Regions from separate parts of the Sus scrofa genome. Here region 1 is linked to region 2. Evidence: chromatin contacts called from public Hi-C data. All regions are on one chromosome and are shown on one strand. The core of a region is the stretch at or near the end of the contact, and the rest is flanking DNA. Distances in the headings are between cores, read along the strand shown.

What was found. A called contact is a pair of places that touch in the nucleus more often than the background predicts.
Region 1: a Hi-C map of liver shows a contact between it and region 2, with 2.8 times the contacts expected there. The contact joins the promoter of SEC23A here to the promoter of PKM in region 2. A contact is called at or near these places in 5 of 47 Hi-C or Micro-C datasets (blood, embryonic fibroblasts, heart right ventricle and 2 more).

Annotation. Positions count from the first base shown.
Region 1 is chr7:61,112,361-61,116,980 of Sscrofa11.1, forward strand. It overlaps SEC23A (protein transport protein Sec23A), which reads left to right and starts at 1,400. Exons shown (of 20, transcript XM_005666190.3): 1 at 1,400-1,593. It also overlaps the pseudogene LOC100154692.
Region 2 is chr7:60,969,628-60,974,442 of Sscrofa11.1, forward strand. It overlaps PKM (poly [ADP-ribose] polymerase 6), which reads left to right and starts at 3,380. Exons shown (of 32, transcript XM_021099107.1): 1 at 3,380-3,627. LOC102166620 (a long non-coding RNA gene) reads right to left here and starts at 2,094. Exons shown (of 5, transcript XR_001297909.2): 1 at 1,856-2,094.

The sequences.
Region 1 (4,620 bases), core at 150-2,649, 140 kb after region 2:
ATGATTTTGTTACCATCCTAACATTTATTTCATTGTAATAGCAAACAAAAACCTTTCTTTCAGATGAAAACATAGGGATTATGACTTCTTAGACTTCAGTGACCTAAATGGCAAAGATACTTTTCTGGGAATCATGAAATGAATGAAATTACCAAAGGTACTATACTTTGGTTTATTCCTCATTGAATTCTAGGACTCCTGTGGATCCTCTCATCTATGTCTATTTACCCTACTCATTCTTAGACCATATTTCTTTTTGTGAACATCTTTATGCAACCTTTATATCATCGTCCACAGCTATTTTCTTGCTGCACTTTCAATTAAGAATCCTTATTAAGGTAAGCACCCGGAGCCCACTTTATTTGCAGGCCTACCAGAATTTTGGTTTTTGATTCCCATTTCCTCTTCAGGATTGTACTAAAATTTGACAAGTAAACTCATTCTCTTCTACATTACAAAACAAGCTTAGAGAAAGAAAAATATATGTTTGACGTGTATCTTATTTCTTGTAAATATAAGCTTTGAAGAACAAAAAAATTCTTCTTTTTCTCTATTCCATAAAATGCTTATAGGGCTAAGCTTTGCAGGATTTTAGATGTTGTCATATCTAGAGTCAATTTTGTGAGGAACCCAGTCACTGAAGGATGGGGTTGCCTGAGACCTCCAAGCTAGAATGTCTTTCCAGCCTGTTCTGCCTGTCCCATTTTTCCCAATTCTTTTTGTGGAGTGAGAAGCAGAAAACACATCAAGATTAATCAGCGAAACATTGTAGTGTGTGTGTGGCTGTGTGTAAGGGGCAGAGGTGACACAGGCAGTGGAGGAAAGTGGTAAAATGAATAGGCATACCTAAGTAGTACATAAATAGTATGCAAATTCTTGCAAACCAGGGATTTTGGCCTGTTTTGCCTGAGTCATATCACCAACATCACTACTGTGTCTGGCCCAATGTAGACAGATGTTCAGTAAACATTTGCTGCACTAAGTGAAAAAACGAACTTGTGGTTCTTGGAACCAACCAGGGACCTAGAGGAGAGAGTGTCCCACAGGACTCCACCACTTCTCTCGGCGAACTGAGGATCTAGCGACAGGAGCTCCTTCCTACCTCCTTGCGGCCTGCAGAGAGTGGGATCCGCAGTGGCTCCCGGCAGAGCGGACAGGAGCGCCACCGCGCAGCCCCACCCTAGCGCTCCAGTTCCGCGCGGGTCCAGCGTCCCTTCGGGTTTGTCACGGTTGCCACGCCCCTTCGGCTCCGTCCCCGCCTCTTCCCCTCCCCTTTCTCCTCCCATCCCCTCCCCACGCGCTGCTCCGCCCGGCCGGGTCCCGCACCCTTCCCTGCTGTTCTCTGGCCTGTTCGCCCCGCCTCCAGGGTCGTCCCCTCCCCCTCTCCCCTTCTCGCCCCGCCCCTCCCCCTCCCTTTGACGTGGCAGAGGCGGCACCAGCCATGTTGGTCCAGCAGGGTTCTGCGCGGAGGCCGGGGGCGGGGCGGCGCCGGCCTTGATTGAGGTGCCACGGCTGCTTCGGCTCGGCGGAGAGGACGGATTTTGTAAGGCGGCGGCTGCGACAGGCGCGGATCTTGTACCAGGTGCCCTTGTGGTAAGGCTCGACTTCAGGGCCGCCTCCTCTAGGCTCCCTTGGGGGGCCGCGGGTGTTCGGTGGGAAGCGGGGGAGGGGCGGCTTGAGCGGCGGCGGGTCGGCAGCGGGCGGAGGTCTCAAGCGTGGTGTCGGTTCTTGGTACCTCGGGCAGGCGAGTGTGCTGGGCGGCGACTGGGCCCGGCGGGGGCTGCCTTGAGCCCCGAACCTGTCACCCTCTCACCCACCACTCTCTGCTTAGTTCTACCTGGGCCTGGGCTACCCCATCACCCAGCTCCCCTGGATCAGGTGTGAAAGATGGGAGTCCCGGGTGAAAAGCAGCAGTTCGGGCATCTCCTCGCACCTCACCCTCCGCTCGGGCCAATCTGCCTTCCCTACCCCACCCGTCACCGCTTCAGGGTACTTTGGCTTCTTGGTTCATTCCTTTCCTGATCTAAAGAGCCCTAGACTTTGAACCGAGGTGACTTCGTCACCCGTAGTTTGGCCTTGGGAATTAAAGGGGATAAGGAGAAAAGTGCCAGGTAGAGCTAACACCTTGTGCCTTGATTAGAAATAGAGTTTAGTTTTCAGATCGGACCAGTCATTATTTTAGTCTGACCCTAAGTGTTTTTCCGTTTTGGTGATAAAGGAAAAGCCATAGTAAGTCTGCATGTAATCACTGGAGTATGTTGAATTCACGTTTTCACGTGGACGTCAAGTTCCACTCATCAAAGCTGTGGATAACTAGCCAAATTAACTTGGTTTAAAAAGTTTCAGATTTAAACATAAATTCATGTTAAGTCTTCCTTCTCCAGTGGACTGATTGACGGTTGTTTTTGGAAGTTCAGTCATTTTTAATTGGCTCAGAATTTTAGATTTAGAAAGGGCCTTGTAGTTTTCTAACGTAAACCCTTCACCTTATTGATGAGAAACTGAGGAATATAGAGGTTATTTGTCTAATATAATAAAGCTAGTCGTGGGAATTAGTTGAAGACACTTTATTGAGGATTTTTAGAACAGGAGAGTTGGAGAGGCACATTTAATTATTAACAAATACATCTGATTGGAATGAAATCAAATTTTACTTGTAATTTACCTGATTTTTTTTTACTTAGGTATGTGCAAAAGGGCTAACATTTAAGTATTGAAAAACTCTTACTTATTATTGAATAGGTAAAGCCTTTTAAAATATATGGGCACACATTTGATATGCTAGGTTAAAGTGACTAATGCTTTTTTATTTAACTAAAGTAACTCTCAGTGATTATAAATTGTACTGAAAAATGAGGCATTTCTTTAGAATGGCCTTTTGTGTTTTGTACCACTTTAAAAAAAAAGTGTAATGACTAGTAAGTTAAGGCTGCGTTTTAATCATATTTATTTGGTTTTATGCTTTATACAAATGTAATATTAGGGAATATTATATGCTTATCAAATAATACCATCCTCCCTTGGAAAGGTGAGGTAAGTTGGGGAGATGTTTTGCATGGCCATGTAATTGGACCAGTTAAGAAGAAACAGGTGGGAGTTCTCTTTGTGGCTCAGGGGTTAAGAACCCCACATAGTGTCCACGAGGATGCAGGTTCCATTCCTGGCCTCACTCAATGGGTTAAGGATCCAGTGTTGCTGCAAGGTACAGCATAAGTCACAGCTGGGGCCTGGATCCTTTGTTGACCTGGCTAGTGGCTTAGGCCTGGAGCTGCAACCCTGATTTGACCCCTAGTCTGGTAACTTCCATAGGCCACAGGTATGGCCCTAAAAAGAAAAAAAAAAAAAAAAAAAGGAAGAAACAGGCTGGATGTTTTTGAAATTCCTGCTGGAAAGCGAGAATGTAAGAAATAGAATAGGTGTAATTTAATGAGCAAGTGTAATCTTAGTGCAGAAATATTGAGAGGAAAAAGAGTGAGGAAGAGGAGAGGTGAAAAAGTAAGGCTGTAGAATTAGAATCTAGATTTGTTACCTGTTGTAAAAACTTAAATCTGGCCATTGCCTGTGTGTAAATGTTTTCTTCTGTGTGTAACAGTTTCATAGAGCCTTTTTTCTACTAGGCTTTCTGATTTTGAATTAAGCCCTGGAGTTCAAAGGAGGTGATTCTCAGAACCCCTTTATACTCTTAAACGTTATTGAGAATCCAGTGGGAAAAAAAAAAAAAGCTGACTTAATAGAAGACAGGTGGATTTTCATATTTACTCTGTGCAATCTATTGTAATATGTTGGTTGGATTATATGAAGGAAATCTGGCCTCCCATAGATATGTAGTTGGAAAAAGGAGAGATAGGTTAATACCTTTTTCAGATAATTGTGCATGTTCTTTGATACTATACCAAAACTCAGCAGTTTTTTTTTAAATTTTTTAAATTTTTTATATTATTTCTTGGGCTGCTCCCACGGCATATGGAGGTTCCCAGGCTAGGGGTCTAATCAGAGCTATAGCTGCCAGCCTACGCCAGAGCCACAGCAATGCAGGATCCGAGCTGCATCTGCAACCTACACCACAAGCTCATGGCAACGCCCGATCTTTAACCCACTGAGCAAGGCCAGGGATCGAACTCGCAACCTCATGGTTCCTAGTCGAATTCGTTAACCACTGAGCCACGAGAGGAACTCCTCAGCAGTTTTAATTAAGAAATCAAGGATTGGAGTTCCCAGCTTGGCACAGTGATTAAGAGTCTGAGTACAGAGGCTCTGGTCGCTGCAGAGGTGCAGGTTTGATCCCTGGCCCTATGCAGTGGATTAAAGAATCTGGTGTAGGATGTAGTTGTGGCTAGGATTCAGTCCCTGGCCAGGAACTTCTGTATTCCGTGGGTGTGGCCAAAAAATAAAATTAAAAAAAGAAAAAGGGATCAAGGGTTAATTGCAGTGTGGAATGTGAAACCTTAGAATTGAACTTTTTGTACTCTATTGCATTAAAATCCATTGGTCTATCCTACATTTTGAATGATCATTTTCCCATGGGTGATTTTTGTAACATCATGAATTGATCATTTGGGGACCTTACTTCACTGAATATTCCAAATGTTGACATCTTTCATTATGCAATATTTATTATAC
Region 2 (4,815 bases), core at 2,130-4,629:
GTTGGGAGCACCACAGCTCCTAGGTTTATATATCTTCTGCTCAAGAAACCAGTCCACTCAGAATCATAATCTTTCAGCCCTATTCCAAGATTCCCAGGAGAGAACATTTGTTTAGCTCAGCTTGGATTAGGAATCCATTCACAGTTTGATGAACTACAGTCAGGGCACCAGGGGTCACATAAGAAGAATACAACCCTGGGCCTGCAGATCTGGAAATCAAGTGTAGAAAATATAATTCCCAAAGGATAGCGCTTGTGGGCTGGACTAACATAAGATGGTGTGCACTTGAAGCTCAATTTTGCAGGACTGGGTGATCTCCTTCATCCTGATTTAGGATAGGAAAATAGAGAAAGTAGATGGCAGGAATGATCCAGGGTTGTGATTTTAAGGGCAAGCATGTTAGCAAAAATGTGGTTAGAGTAACCGACTATAGGATCTAGACTAGATGGGAAAAGAGGCAAAGCCAGGAAAATCTTGATCAACTATGAGGCAGTTGTGACTCATGTGATTCATGATGAGTAAAAGAGCTGGTGGTGTGAAATGGGAGGGAGTGAGCAGGGGAAATTCTGGAAGGTTATGGTATACTGGATTCTGACATTTCACTCATGGGGACAGACCTCCCATGCTTACAACCAAGTGCTTCTATTCATACATTCCCCTGTATGTTTGGCTCCCCAAAGCTGCCACAGAGCCCTTGCCAGTGAGCTGTTTTAGGGAGCAGAGCCAACTCCTTCCCCAACTATTCTGAACTTCTACACTCTGGGCCTGTCTTCAAATCCTCTGATTTTATATCACTCATTTTTTAAAAAAATTTTTTTGCCTTTTGTGGCTGCACCTGCAGCATATGGAAGTTCCTGGGCTAGGGTCCAATGGAGCTGCAGCTCCTGGCCTACACCACAGCTGTAGCAATGACAGATTTGAGCCACGCCTGAGACCTATGCCTCAGCTCATGGCAATGCCAGATCCTTAACCCACTGACCAAGGCCAGGGATTGAACCGTGTCCTCATGGATATTAGTTGAGTTTGTTATTACTGAGCCCCAAGGAGAACTCCCTATTCCCTCACTTTTTTTCAGTTATTATACAAAATGTGTGTAACAAACTAATACTAAAGCAGTGTTGTGGCCCAGGCTGAGAGGCCAGGTGAGAAAAGTAGTGGCATCAAAGGGAGAAAGGAGTGAGAAGGCAGATGCTGAGGACATCCAAATGTAAAAAACATCATTGGGAAAATTCTGACTGAGGCCGGCTCAGGAGGGCTGCATATGTCATGTGTTTATATCACTCAGAGCCAAAGCTTCCTTGTGTATGCTGTGTTTAGCTAAAAAGAGGGAAGTAGATAGACAATAAGCCTTCCCCAATAGTGCTGATGGAAAAAACGAGCATGTAGTAACTCCAAAACACCTGATTCTGGTAAGGACGAAGGGAGGTCTGGCCATGTCTGAGGTCAATAACCACAATAACCAGTCAACAGCTTCCATTTATATGTGTTAGGCTGAACCATATAAATTTTTTGTTTTGTAAAATATGAAGAGTCAAATGCACATTCATACAATTCGACATACCTTCTCATTTCATCCTCACCACAAGAGCCCTATTAAACAGGTATTATTGTCCCCACTTCCCAGATGAGAAAATTAAGACTTGACGGAAACTCTAGAAAGTGAAAGTCTTGGTTCAAGGCTGAAAGAGTAAGTCCTGAAAGAAAGTTGTGAATCCAGATTTTCTGAATATAAGGCCAGAGTGCTTTCCAGCACACCACAGCTACCAGGGGCGCAAATGAATTAAACTTAAGAATTAAAAGACCCTGAGGTATTACAAACTAGAGATTCTTGGAGTCAAGAGGGTCTCAAGAGTACCTTCTCAATCTCTATCGCCGCCTGGGCTCCAAAGAGGCTTCCGGAGTGCTTTCCCTGCTCCTTCCTCCCAACCGCATGGGGCGCCCAACCATCTGGTTCAGCGGGCTCTCCCCGCCCTCTCAGGGCCCCTCTTGTTTCTCTACACATCCGCCGCCGACTCACAGCGCAGGCGCCCCCCCTGCTCCGTGCCTCCTCCCAAACGGCAACCACTGCGCAGGCACCTCAAGCCTGGCGTCGGGGGCGGGGGCGTGCCCAGGGGCAGGCCGCGTGGCAGTTGGTCCGAAGCGGACCACGTGGCCACGGTGCCCGCCGCGCGAGCGTGCGCAGAGTGGCTCAGCGCGGCCGTGACGGAACGACGAGGCGTGCGGGTGCGCGACCTCTCCCGCCCGGCCCCGGCCCCCGCCCCTTGGCCTGCCGCTCCGCCCCCGCGGGGCGTCCCGGGCCGCTCGTCCCCTCAGCGGCGGCCGCGCGCGGCCCGGGGTCGCCGTGAGTACTCGCGAGGCCAGCTTGTGGGGCGGCCGCCACGGGGACGGGGCGGGGCGGCCGAGCCGCGGGAAGGGTGCGGGGCCAGGGTGGAGGAAGTGAAGGGTTTGGACCCGGTGGCTCTGAGAGGCCTTCTGAGTTTAACAGGCTTCGCTTATGGCCGGGCGGCTGGCGACACAGATCGGGCTCAGAGCTTCTTCCCCGGGAGGCAGGTGTTGGGTGTCTTCGGGGTCTCCGGGGGAAACCGGAGAAGAGCTCTAAGTGCTTCCCCAAGGGAGGCCTCAGTGAGGGCCTGTTCTGGAAGCACGAGTGGCGGCCAATGTTGGGGGCTCACCCCGGCCTCTTCTTCCGCCGGGTACACGAGATAGCGCTGGGAAGCGGGCATCGCCGGGCGGTGGGTTCTCCCCCGCACTCTTTGTTCCATGGCCTAGGCTTTTTGAAAGGAGCACTTCGCTGCAGAGCGGAGTCACCTTCTTTCCCAGGACCGCCAAGCCGGGATCAAACGTTGAGATCGGAGGCTTCTTTGACTAGATGCAAAGTTGTCACGCGGAGAAGCGCTTTTGGACCTAGGCCAGGACATTTGTGATCCGGACTTGATGCTTATTTACTTTTGGCCTATTCTTATGCAAATTTTTTGTTAGCTGCTCTCTAGCGCTGACACCCTTCTCTGGGCATTCTTCATACAGTCAGTATTTGACTTGGCTTTTCTTGAAAGGGTTCCCTTGATTACCTCGTTTAGATAAATCAAATAGGTCTTTCTTACTAGTTCATTAACAGCTCCCTTAATTGGGTTGTAATCTCATCACTGGAAGAGTGGATGTCATTAGAATCTGACAAATGTGCTATAGTCCCCAGTTCCACTGTACGCTATTATACTTCTGACCCTAAGCAAGTTGCTTGACGTCCCTGCACCTGCATACTCTATCTGTAGTGTGAAAAGTTTAAAATAGGTTATATACAGCCTAGTTTGAAAAAGATGGTAGTCTCTAAATTGTTTCTTCACTGGACAGGAAAAATTCTCTCTGAACTACTTTTTTCTCCTTGTGGTAACAGCAGAAACCAAGCAGCAACAGCCCTTGGAGAGAGACTAAGCTTTCTTGACCTCTACAGTGGCACAGTGGCAAAGAGCTTGAGAAAGTTGGCACTTCTGGGCTACACCATTGTCATCCAGGACATTAATGCCTCCCTCTTTGTTCCTCTGAGACCGTCCAGATCAGCACCTGTTTATTTTCAAATCTCACAAACCCCACCCCAGATCTTCATAGTTTGGTTCTCAGCTGCTCTTGAAGGTGAATGGAGTCTTGCTTTTTAAAATCATTTTTGTATGGTTTTGTCTATGTGTAGATGTGTTTAGGTTCTTGTATTTATCTCCCCTTTGGCTTAGGTCACAGTTCATTCATTCATTCACTCATTCAATTAGCTATGTTATGAGGGACTGACAGTACAGACAGTGAAAATGCTCAAAGCCTCTGCCACCGTAGAGCTTACATTCTGATGGGAGGTAAATACAATAAACAAACATTTTGTCATAGAGTGGTAAGTGCTGTAGGAAAAAATAAAGCAAGGAAAGGGTTTGGAGAGTGCTAGTGTGTTGTGTATTGTGATTTTACTGTTTTATGTAGGATAGTCAAGGTGATCTTCAAGCAGAGATCTGAAAGAGTAAAGGAGCAAGCCCAGTGAATATGGGTGAAAAGCATTCCAAGAAGAGTGGCAAGCAGGCACAAAGACCCTGTGGTGGGAATATGCTTGATATGTTGGAAGAACAGCAAGTTAGAGAGTTTCAGTGATACTCTTCATTTCACATTTAGAGTTGATAGGAGACTCCTTAAAAAGTATGAAAGTAGCCTCTGGGTTTGTTTGTTTTTCTTTTTAGAATGAAAATTTCCAACTATATACAAAAGTAGAGAGTTTACAAACCCTTGTGTACTTATCACTCAGCTTCGTTTGTAATCAACATTTTATGATTTTCATCTGAACATTTCATCTGTTCCCCATTTTATTTGTGCTGGAATAGTATTTTAAAGCAAATCTTGGCGTTCCCATCGTGGTGCAGTGGAAACGAATCCGACTAGGAACCATGAGGTTGTGGGTTCTATCCCTGCCCTTGCTCAGTGGGTTAAGGATCTGGTGTTGCCGTGAGCTGTGGTGTAGTTCGAAGACATGGCTCGGATCTGGCGTGGCTGTGGCTGTGGTGTAGGCCAGTGGTTACAGCTCCAATTGGACCCCTAGCCTGGGAACCTCAATATGCTGCAGGTGTGGCCTTAAAAAGACAATAAAAAAGGAAATATTTAAATTAAGATTTGAATATTTAAAGATATCAAGCATTTCATCTCTAAGAACTTCAGCTGCAGTTTCCTTGTGCATTTTGTTTGTAATGGGTCAGGCAGCACTGTTGGCTGAAGGACTGCTATGTTGTTTGCCCTGGCATTGTGCTTTAGGTCCCCATTCTGGGTCAGTTACCAGGTTTAAATTGGTAT